2 separate regions of the Mus musculus genome follow, and region 2 is linked to region 1. A link is a contact called in public HiChIP or PLAC-seq data. All regions are on one chromosome and are shown on one strand. The core of a region is the stretch at or near the end of the contact, and the rest is flanking DNA. Distances in the headings are between cores, read along the strand shown. Region 1 holds the start of Mboat1 (membrane bound O-acyltransferase domain containing 1). Region 2 holds the start of Foxf2 (forkhead box F2).

The links. HiChIP or PLAC-seq counts read pairs in DNA pulled down with a chosen protein or histone mark.
Region 2: a contact with region 1 is called in a FOXA1 HiChIP or PLAC-seq map of pancreatic cancer cells. The contact joins the promoter of Foxf2 here to the promoter of Mboat1 in region 1. A contact is called at or near these places in 2 of 39 promoter capture datasets (hippocampal neurons and pre-B cells) and 1 of 115 datasets of contacts at active chromatin or transcription factors (pancreatic cancer cells).

The regions. Positions count from the first base shown.
Region 1 is chr13:30,134,377-30,139,433 of GRCm38.p6, reverse strand. It overlaps Mboat1 (membrane bound O-acyltransferase domain containing 1), which reads right to left and starts at 2,944. Exons shown (of 13, transcript NM_153546.4): 1 at 2,672-2,944. The coding sequence starts at 2,767.
Region 2 is chr13:31,622,781-31,627,837 of GRCm38.p6, reverse strand. Foxf2 (forkhead box F2) reads right to left here and starts at 2,022. Exons shown (of 2, transcript NM_010225.2): 1 at 582-2,022. The coding sequence starts at 1,758.

The DNA.
Region 1 (5,057 bases), core at 1,695-4,194:
AGAAGTTACAAACAAGAACATGAAATCTTTTTATATTTAATCTTTGTTTTACATATTCTCTTTACATCTCACTCGCTGTCCCCCCTCCCAGTCATCACCCCCCACACACACACACACACAATCCTTCCTCTCTCCCCCTCCCCTTCTCCTCTGAGTGGGCTTCCTCCTGGATATTCCCCACCCCCTGACACTTAAAGTCTCTGTGAAGCTGGGCACCTCCTTTCCCACTGAGGCCAGACAAGGCAATCCAGCCAGAGAGCTTATCCCACATACAGGCAACAGCTTTTGGGATAGCCCCTTTCCAGTTAGGAACATGAAATCTTAAGACACTGGGAAAGGGCTTCAAAGACAAACCTCCTGCCACAGTTTGCCCCCAAATCGCACTATTGATGGCTTGGGATTTTTCCCCAGGCTGAAAGCAAGTGATTTGGGGTATCGTATGATTAACATTTTTACCAAGTTGCTCAAACTGACCCAGTTGGTCAGGCTGACCCAGGATCTCAGAGAAACCAAGTGTTCCTCATGATTTTTCATCCATCTCATGATAATCCGAGTTCATTTATGGAATGAAGTAAAATCTATCATGTCTGGAGTGCTCTTTTTTCCTTTTTTCATAAATTAAAACCAGGATTCCTTTGGGGGCTGAATAGATGGCACTGAGGTTAAAAGAAATGCTTGGAACTCCAGCTTCAGGGGACCCAAGACCCTCTTCTGACCTTGGTGGACACGTACACTCATGTACACACACCCACACATGAACAGGCAACACACACACATACACACTGTAAAGTACTAAGTCTCTTCTAAAAACCAGAGTAACTTTTACAAAAACCCTGTAGTTTGGGGACGGACGTGGATGCAGCCAGAGGCTTAATGACAACAGCTCCTCCCCGCACAACTGCCCTTCACCAATCCATGTATTTCTGTCTGGGTCAGGGATGGGGGGGGGGTGGCTGGGGGGAGGGGAGGAAAGCCCACTCTATTCTATATTATTGTAAAATAGATTATTATGCAAAAGAAAATGCAATTACTATAGGTTCTAGTAGTAATTAGAGACGTCAATGCAAAATGAACTCCTCCTATGGAAATTCAGCAACAAATTCATCCGGCTTCTGGATGAAAGAATTCGCTCTTGTGCCTGCCCCTGCCAGGGTCCCTTGGACTTCTGACCTTGACTCAATATCTGATACTTCTACCAAGTTCCTGATTCTCAAGGTTTTGCAACTGATGAGAAGGCAGTAGTAGTCAGAACCTAAGAGTTAGGATGAGGGCGAACCCTGTGAGTAATGCAAACAGCCAGGGCCAACTTCCTCATTGTCAAAGGAATGCAAACAGAAGAGGCGCAGGTACAGGTAGCTCTAGTATGAAAAGAAAGAAAGATAGGAAGGACAGAAACTGCTCTAAGAAGACAGGAACATTTTGTTTTGTTTTGCATTTTCGAGTCGGGAGTTTTACTGGGTAACCCAGGCTGACTTGGTACTCTCTCCCCGTGGCCTAGGCAGGTCTCTAACTCGGAGCAATCTTCCTGCCTGTTTCCCTGGCACTGGAAATACAAGCATGCACCTCGAGACCCAGCAAAGGAAGGGAAACTAAACTGGGGAAACTCAAAGGAAACAGATTAGTAAGGAGAGCAGTGGGTCTTACTCCAACCTGTCCTGCCTGAATCCATTCAAACCATTACATCCTACACAGGGGACATAGCCTGAGGCACCGAAGGAAATAAGGCAAGACTACATACACCTCAGGAAGACTTTTCTTGACCTCAGTACGGAGGCCAGAAGACAGGACAGACCCTCCAGCATACTACAAACTCTACCACTGAATTGCACTCCAGCTGTCTTTGGCAAAATTCCTACCAGGTTACTGTTGCCAGTTTTACCTCTAATGTAGCAGGCAACTCCTGAACAGTTCCAAAGAAGTCCCCACAGCCCTTTTCCTCCCAGGGCCCGCCCTACTCATCAGTTTCGCACAGCAGGGATGGATGAGAACTGAGTAAGGCCCTCTGAGAAGCATCTCAACACTGTGGCGAAAGGATCACCAGTTCTAGCCCAGCCTAGACAAAATAAGAGACTTCGATGCCAGCCTGAACTTCAGAGTGAGTGCCAAGACAGTCAGGGCCAGATGCTGTCTCAACAAACGGAATAAAAAAGTCATCACCATATACTATACTATAGACCTACGCATCTGGTTAGTCAGGCTTTTTACTTTTTGTTTGGTTTTGTTTGAGAGTTGAGGCTTCTCCTCAGCATCCTAGACAGAGAAGACGGGAACTCGCTGCAATTTCCCTGCCCCGGGCTCTGAAGACCTGGATTAAAGGCGTGATCCACCACACCCAGCTGGATCAGACTTACTCTTAAAGTAGGATCGCCTAAATTTAAAAATCACAAAGACTTTTATCTACACTGGTGGGGGAAATGCTGGGTTCATGGATCACACCACTAAATAATTCGATCACAGAGCAAAACTTAAAAGTTCAGTCCAACTTGCTAGCTTAGGTGGACGTATAGTTTTCACGCAGAAAAAGCAGCCAACTCAGAGAAAAAAGAAAAAAAAGGGAAGAAAAAGCTCTCGCACGTGTAGGGTTCATAGCCATAAACTAGGCTCTGAGCGAATCCAGGTCGCAATCCTGTTCCCAGACAGAGGGTCTGGGTAGCGGGTGGGACGCTGTTACCTGATCCAGCGGGATGCCCAGGAGCTGGCTGAGCGGGTGCAGGCAGGTGGAGCCGGTGGTACGGTAAGAGAGGCTGGCGGGCGGCCGTGCTGCCATCCTGCATCTTCAGGGTGCTCTGTCGCCCGGGAGCTGCACACTGGCCACCTTGAGGGCTCCTGAGGACCTCGCGGGAACCTGGCGCCGACTCCAGGGCGCGGACCTGGCGCTGCGGGACCCCGCGCCTGGGAGGGCAGGGCCCCCACGTTCTGCTTCCCGCTCCGCACCGCCCGCCGCCCATTGGCCAGCAGCCGGGGACGCCCCGGAGGAGGAGCCGGGCAGAGATGGGCGCGGATCCCCGGGAGCCCGGCCCGGGGCAGGAGACCGGGAGACGCCCAGTCTGTTCCCCAGTTCGCCGCCCTCCCCGGGCGCGCAGCGGGCCCGATCCGGGTTCCTCCGAAGCCGTCTCACCCTCCTCCCAGGCAGCTGGGGTGTCCTGTGCTCCAGTTTCAGGCCCGGCTCCTGCTGCTACTCCGGAAGCCAGAAGAGACCTAAGAGCTAACCAACACCGCTCATTTTGCTTACATTTTAAAGATTTATTTATTTGCAGTTTAGAGGCAGGGTCTCCTGTAGCCCAGACTTTCCCTAAACTCCCAAATACTGAAATTACAGGTGTGCACAAACATAAAACTCCACTCCAGATTATTATTCTCCTTCGCGTCTCCTTCTCCTCCTTCCCTGTGTCTTTGATTGTGTTCTGAATTCCTGGTGCTCCCTGTCTGGTTGTCTCTTCTTTCTCTCTTCTCTCTTCTCTCTTCTCTCTTCTCTCTTCTCTCTTCTTTCTCTCTTCTCTCTTCTCTCTCTTCTCTCTCTCTTCTCTCTCTCTTCTCTCTCTTCTCTCTCTCTTCTCTCTCTCTTCTCTCTCTCTTCTCTCTCTCCTCTCTCTCTTTCCTCTCTCTCTCTCTCTCTCTCTCTCTCTCTCTCTCTCTCTCTCTCTCATATGTTTTTTACTTTACATGTATGTATGTACTTGTGAGTAGATGCCACTGGAGACCGGAAGAGTCCATGGAGTTTCAGGAGATTGTGAGCCACCATGTGGGTGCTGGAAATAGAACTCCGGCCCTCTGCAGCAAGAGAGATTGCTCTCAGGTCCTGAGCCATCTCTCCAGCACCCAAGGTTGTCATTCTTTACCTTCTCTGGTCAAGCCACAGTTTCTAGCACCCTAATCCACTATCTCTGCTTCCTTCTGTGACTTGTCTCATTTTCATCTGGGCCGTTTCTCTCCAGTAAGCTTCTGTTTACTGTTTACTACCCACGTGATGACGGGTCTTTCACTTGCTGAAACAGCTCTGTATCTCTGTTTCTTGAGAAATCCTTTTCAACTCACTAACAGACATTTTAAAACATCACAGAGACCCTTCTAGCACTTTACCAGTCTCTGCTGCATCTAACCTGATGTCAAAGTAGCTGCTCACATTGGAAGTCTGAGAAACACCCAGGGACCTACTGAAGAGAAAGGAAGCCAGGAACCAAGAGATCCCTCTGGACACACAAACACCTTTTAAAAGATTGTGTGTGTGTGTGTGTGTGTGTGTGAGAGAGAGAGAGAGAGAGAGAGAGAGAGAGAGAGTGTGTGTGTGTGTGTGCCTGTAGAGGCTAGAAGGGAGAGTCAGAGCTGTAGTTACAGGCAGTACTGAGCAGTTCATCCACGTCCTGTGTGCTGGCATCTGAAGTCCAGTCCTCTGGGAGAGCTGCAAACATTCTTAACCACCCTTAACCACTGAGCCATCTTGTCAGCCCCTGCAGCCCTTTGCTTAGGTTGTGGGGTGACTTTCTATAGGTGTGGGAAGTAATTGAACATGAAGAGAGGAGAAGATCCACACTGACGGCAAAGCAACTTCTCAGCATCTTTACAAGATGGTGGATAACGATGAACTGGAGATGTAGCCATGTGCCTGTGAGCTTACAGGAGCTACTGTACTATTCATGCAGCCAAAGACTATGGAGTAAACCAGTGCTTTGTCCTCGGGAGAGATGTGAGCAGAACACTGGGGCATGGGCATGCCCTCCACCTCCAGTGTCCCTGCCACATCTGTGCCCCTCCAACTTCCATGTACCATGTGCCAGCTTCAGGACTGTGGCATCTCTGCTCCGCTTAGGAAGTCTCAGTGGCCCCCATCACCCATGTTTCATCATCATGGAGGGGTCTTCTAGCACCCTGGAGCGAGCCTTGAAACATGAGTCCTCCATAGGCGCTTCCATGCCTGCTTCCTGCTTTTGGCCCAGGAAAGCCCAAGCCGTGCTCTGTGCCCATCCAGACCTGCAATGAAAACAACAGAAACACTGTTGCTTTCTGAAGAACTGCAGAATCTTACAGATTCATGACTGATAGCTCTTTTCTCCACCTAG
Region 2 (5,057 bases), core at 773-3,272, 1.5 Mb before region 1:
AGATTCCTCAACACTTTGGTGCCTCCTATCGCTAGCGAAGCCCTTGGGATTCTGCTCTGCTTTTCTCTCTCTCCTTCCCTACCATCTCCTATCATTACCTGCTCAGGTAAGAACTCTTCCTCCCTTGCTCTGCTTCATACAGAACCGCTCCCTTTCTGTCATCTCCTTTAGGAACTAAAGCCGAGCAAAATGGACTTTGAAAAGAGTAGGAAGAAACGAAATGATCCAGACTCAATTCCTCGACCAAGGTCTCCAAAGGTCACAGGCCTTCTTTCAGAGCTGAGTCTGACCTAATTGGGAGAAAGTCCACAGTGTCCTAATGAAGGCCAAGAGACTTAGGACTTGGCACCACCCTTCTCCAATTTGGGAATTCTGGGGCCCACCAACAGGCCCAGAGCATTAGAGAAGGGTACAAGATCAAATCCCCTTCTCTCACTTAGGAATAGGGAACCGAATCCCCACCCCACCCCCAGCATTCTAGTTCTGAAGACCCCAGCGTTGAGGACCAAGGGTGCAGTAGCCCTGGCCCTCAGAGGCTCTCAGAGGCTCCGCTTGCAGCCAGCCTTGGCGCTCTTTATTACCTGAGAGATCCTCGCGGGCGTTCTGGTGCAAGTAGCTCTGCTCCAACGAGTAGGAAGACATGCTGGGGTGCAGACCAGCAGAGGCCGCGGGATTACTGCTTGGCGTCAGGGCAGGCGGCTGCTTGAGGTAAGGTGAAGCGCCAGGCGAGCTCCAATGTGCCGCAGGGCTAGTGTAGGGCGAGTGACACTCAATGGCGCTTGCCATAGCCGGGGATGAGGGCACAGGGCTGCTGCTGCTGTCCGGCCCATAGTCCCCGCCGCCACCGCCGCCACCCGCTGCCGCACCGACGCCCGCAGGACCTGCGGGCACCGGGCAGCTGGCCATATAGGTGGAGCCCGGGTTGGGCGACATGTGGGGGACGTGGTGGTGGTGGAGGTGGTGTGGATGCGCGTGGCCCGGAGCACCCGCCCCTGTATCATAGCCCGCGGGCATCATGTCGAGGCCACCATAACCGCCTTGACCGTGGCAACCCAGAGGCGCCGACGGGGGCGCTTGGAAGTCGAAGCCCTGGGGCAGCAGCGAGGCCCCGAAGCCCAAGCCGCTCACCACGCGATGGTACATGGGTTTGAGAGCCTGGCACTTCCGCCTGAAGCCGCGCGGCCGGCGGCGGAACGAACCCTCCTCAAACATGAATTCGCTGGCCGGGTCGATGGTCCAGTAGTGGCCCTTACCAGGTCTCCCGAGGCCCTTGGGCAGCTTGATGAAGCACTCGTTGAGCGAGAGGTTGTGGCGCACGGAGTTCTTCCAGCCCTGGTAGGCGCCACGGAAAAAGGGGAAGCGCGCCTGTAGGAACTGGTAGATCTCACTGAGCGTCAGGCGCTTGCTGGGCGAGCTCTGGATGGCCATGACGATGAGCGCGATGTACGAGTAAGGAGGCTTCTCCGGCCGCCGCAGCCCCGAGGTTGCCTTCTTGGTGCCTCCACTCCCGGCGCCCGCGCCGCCGCTGCTAGCCGCACTCTTGCAAGCACCGGCCGAGGCGCTGACGGAGTTAGAAGAGGACGAGGCACAGGAGGCAGAGGATGATGATGACGACGACGAAGTGGACTCCAGGGTGGCGGCGGGTGGCGGGCTCATCAAGGCGGCCTGGAGCGCGCCGGGCGCCGGGCTGCACGCGCGGCGGAGTGGGGCAGGCGGCGGGCGCGGCGGGGGTGGCGGAGGCCCGCCCTCGGTGCTCATCTGGGAATCGGGAACGAGGCCGGGCCTGGGGGGCGGACCCCGGACCGGGATCGGCGGCGCCGGAGCCGGGTCGGTCCACAAATCGGGCGAGTGCCCTACTGCGCCGGCCGCGCTGCAGCCCGGGCCACTGCGGGCCAGCGCTTCGGCGTCGCCTCCCTCAGCTCCTCTGGGGCTTCGGGCGGCGGCGGCGGCGGCGGGTCGGAGGCAACGCCCCGCGCATCCCTCTTCCGAGCCTCCGGCCGGCTCCTTGCGCAACCGTCTCCTAAGCCACTGAGGCGACGCTGCCCAGAGCTGGACAGCTGCGCCCTCGAGCCAAGACCTCAGCCCGGACCCCGGGGACTAGCCCGTCGTCTTCTTTCAGGAGTGCTCTTCTCTCTGTCTCTTGGACTTCCTCCCTGGCGCGCCCTCCCCGCGGCAGCTTCGCTCCCTCCCTCCCTCGCTCCCTCCCTCCACCCCACCCCGCCCTGCCCCCTCCTTGCTCCGCGCCGCCCGCCACGGGGAGGGCGCACAGGGCTCGCGTCACTCCTCCCCCTCTGGACCTGGCGGCGGGCTCCTGCTCTTATCGCCTCCCGGACTCTCCGGGGTCCTGCTGGCACTACTAATTCCTCTCGGGGCTCTTTCCCTTTCCCAGTCTGTCCTCTTCAAAGCCGCAGATACACCCGCATTCAGCAGGGAGAACTCCCAACCTTGGCCAGACTCGATTACTCCTAACTTCAGCAATTCATTCTCTGTTCCTTCCAGCAGCCCGTATCCTATCCCAGAAGTGCCCCCAACCTAGCGATCCGTGCCCGGACACACCCTGCCCCTCCTCCACCCCCGCCGGACCCTGTGGGGGCTGAGTCTTGGGGAGACTGTGCCCTGGAAGAGCTTCCTTAGCCACGGTCCCCAGTGCCCGAACTGACACCATCTGTCAACTTCATTTAGGCAGTGCTGCCCTCAGCCACACGCCAGGGTGCCAGACGTCCCAAGGTAACGTGCCAACTCCGGGTCTCTCTCTCTCTCTCTCTCTCTCTCTCTCTCTCTCTCTCTCTCTCTCTGGCTGGACATGCAGGCTTCTGAGAGGTCACAGCAGAGGGCAAACACTGGACGCCCTTGAGCTGTGCCCGGGGCAGTTATGAACAGATTGTCAGCTGAGCAAGGGGTTTGGGTGGAGAAACCTGGGGCCACCTCTTAGACACTCTTTTGAGTCGAATGGATTCGGTTTTTTATTTGCTTCCATTTTCCACTGACTTGTCATTTCCACTTCATGCTGAGAGAGAGCAAGAGAGACCCTGAGTAAGGAGATAGTTGTATTTATTATCAACAAGGAAGGTCTGCACAGCTGCCAGTGGGTTTACAGCGTCTGTCTTCCGGTGCACCCCCCCCCCACTCCCTATGTTCCGTGGCCCAGCTCCCTCCATTCGAGAACACTCCTCCAGTTGTGGCTTATTCCTCTAAGTAAGAGTCGGCTCAGAGAGAGATGGCCCTCGGGAGAAATCATTCCAATGAGACCCGACAGTTAGTTATTGGATTACACGTGCGGGGAAATGTAGTCTGACCCCGGACAGGGGCTGCAAAGCGAGTTGCAAGCTGAAGGAGGCCTGACCACACCAGGGCTGGTGGCCTGGCCCAGAGGGAAGGAGATGCCCATCAGAGTAGCAAATGGTAGGCACAGCACTGCGCCAGCCCTGAGAGGACTGGGTTTGTGTTGTGTACGCAGAAAGCCTGGGAAGATGGGAGACAAGGCAGAGAGGAGAGTGCAGGGCCCAGTAAAGATGCTACAAAGAGCCTGGTTGAGCAAGTGGGGTCTGGCCTCCTGGGGGTGGGGGAGCCTGCACCAGCTCTGTGCCCTAGTGCATGGGGACTGCCCCTGATGGAGACTGTTGGTGGGTCTGAGGAACAGAGGAAAGGGCGGGTGCAGGGGGGGGGGGAGGGGGCTGGCCCCAGACAGTGACCTGGAGTTGAGTGGAAGCAGGCTTTTTCCATCAAACCCTGCCTGGATACCACACACAGAGCCCGAGTGTCAGTTTACTGCCCTGAGCCCGGCTCCTTTTCCCTAAGCTCCACAGTAATTAGACAAAGAAAACCTAAATTAGCTGAACAGGCGTCGACAGCTTCCTCCAGAGCACCCCTGGTACCTACATGGGAATGTGTCCGAAAATGGCCCGATTGTAGCCCAGAGTCAGCTAAGAAAACACCGCTGAGCAGAACTGAGTGGACCTCTCATTTTCAAGAGAGGAAAAGAAAAAAGAAAAAAAAAAAGAAAGAAACAAGTCGCTCTTTTCCGGAAGGGATGTTTTGCTTGGGTTGGGGGGGGGGGGGTTGATGTTTCGACTTTCTAAGAATTTCTTTTTGACTGACTAGTGAACATTTGGGGGACAAGTCCCCATTTATTTCATGCTGATCCCCGCCTTCCCTTTGTCATCTTGCCTGGTCTAATTTTTTTTTATGAGACTTAATATGGAAGCAAATATGTGCTCAATAAACCAAAGTTCTACGTGTCTGAAAAGAATTGCTTAGATGAGGTGGAACTTGGGTGAGGATAGGAAATGGCCCAAAGGAGCTTTGTGGGCAGACTTCGGTGTTGGTAAAAGTGTTTTCAAGTGAGTGTGTATGGAAGTGGGGAAAACATTGGTTCTGGAAGAAGAGTGGGGAGGAGGGGAGGCATGCTGTTTTGTAGGCAGGCTACACGTTTGAGAAACTTGTATGAAGTCAGTATTGTGGTCAGCCAGCTCTCCACCTGTTCTGTTTCCTGCACCCGGGGACTCTACGACTCTCACTCCCGCATGGTACTTGCTTTTAAATACTGGCCTTAAAAGTTTTAGGTCTGAAGAGAATGAAGGCACTAAGCCTTTTACAACCAAGGCAAGGTTTGATAACCTTCCACATCATTAGCTCTCAGTTTGGGAGCCACTGAGTTCTTTTCTAAGGGGTACCTGAGATTTTTACAAGGTTTTTCTTTTTTTTTTAATTTCTACGTATTTTTAATCTCTGTTATAAAAGGTTTTAAACGAGTCCTTTTATCATCCAGGTATTGATCACATGTTACTAAGATTCTCTGAATTTGTAAGAAATGACTCTTGTAGTCTGCAGTAGACAAGGCAAAGTATGCAAACTTGAAGCCTTTGTTCTAGTATACCGGTCCCCACCACCTCCACCCCCAACCCCCACACCTGCCCCAACTCCAGAAAGACAGGGAGCTTCGTGGTGAGCTCTTGGGCAGGAAGAGATCTCCAAAACTTGTTCTTGTTCTTGGGGATCCCATGTTCAATGGTTCTTTGAGGCTGCCCAGGGGCAAGTGATCTAGCTGGCTTAGGAAT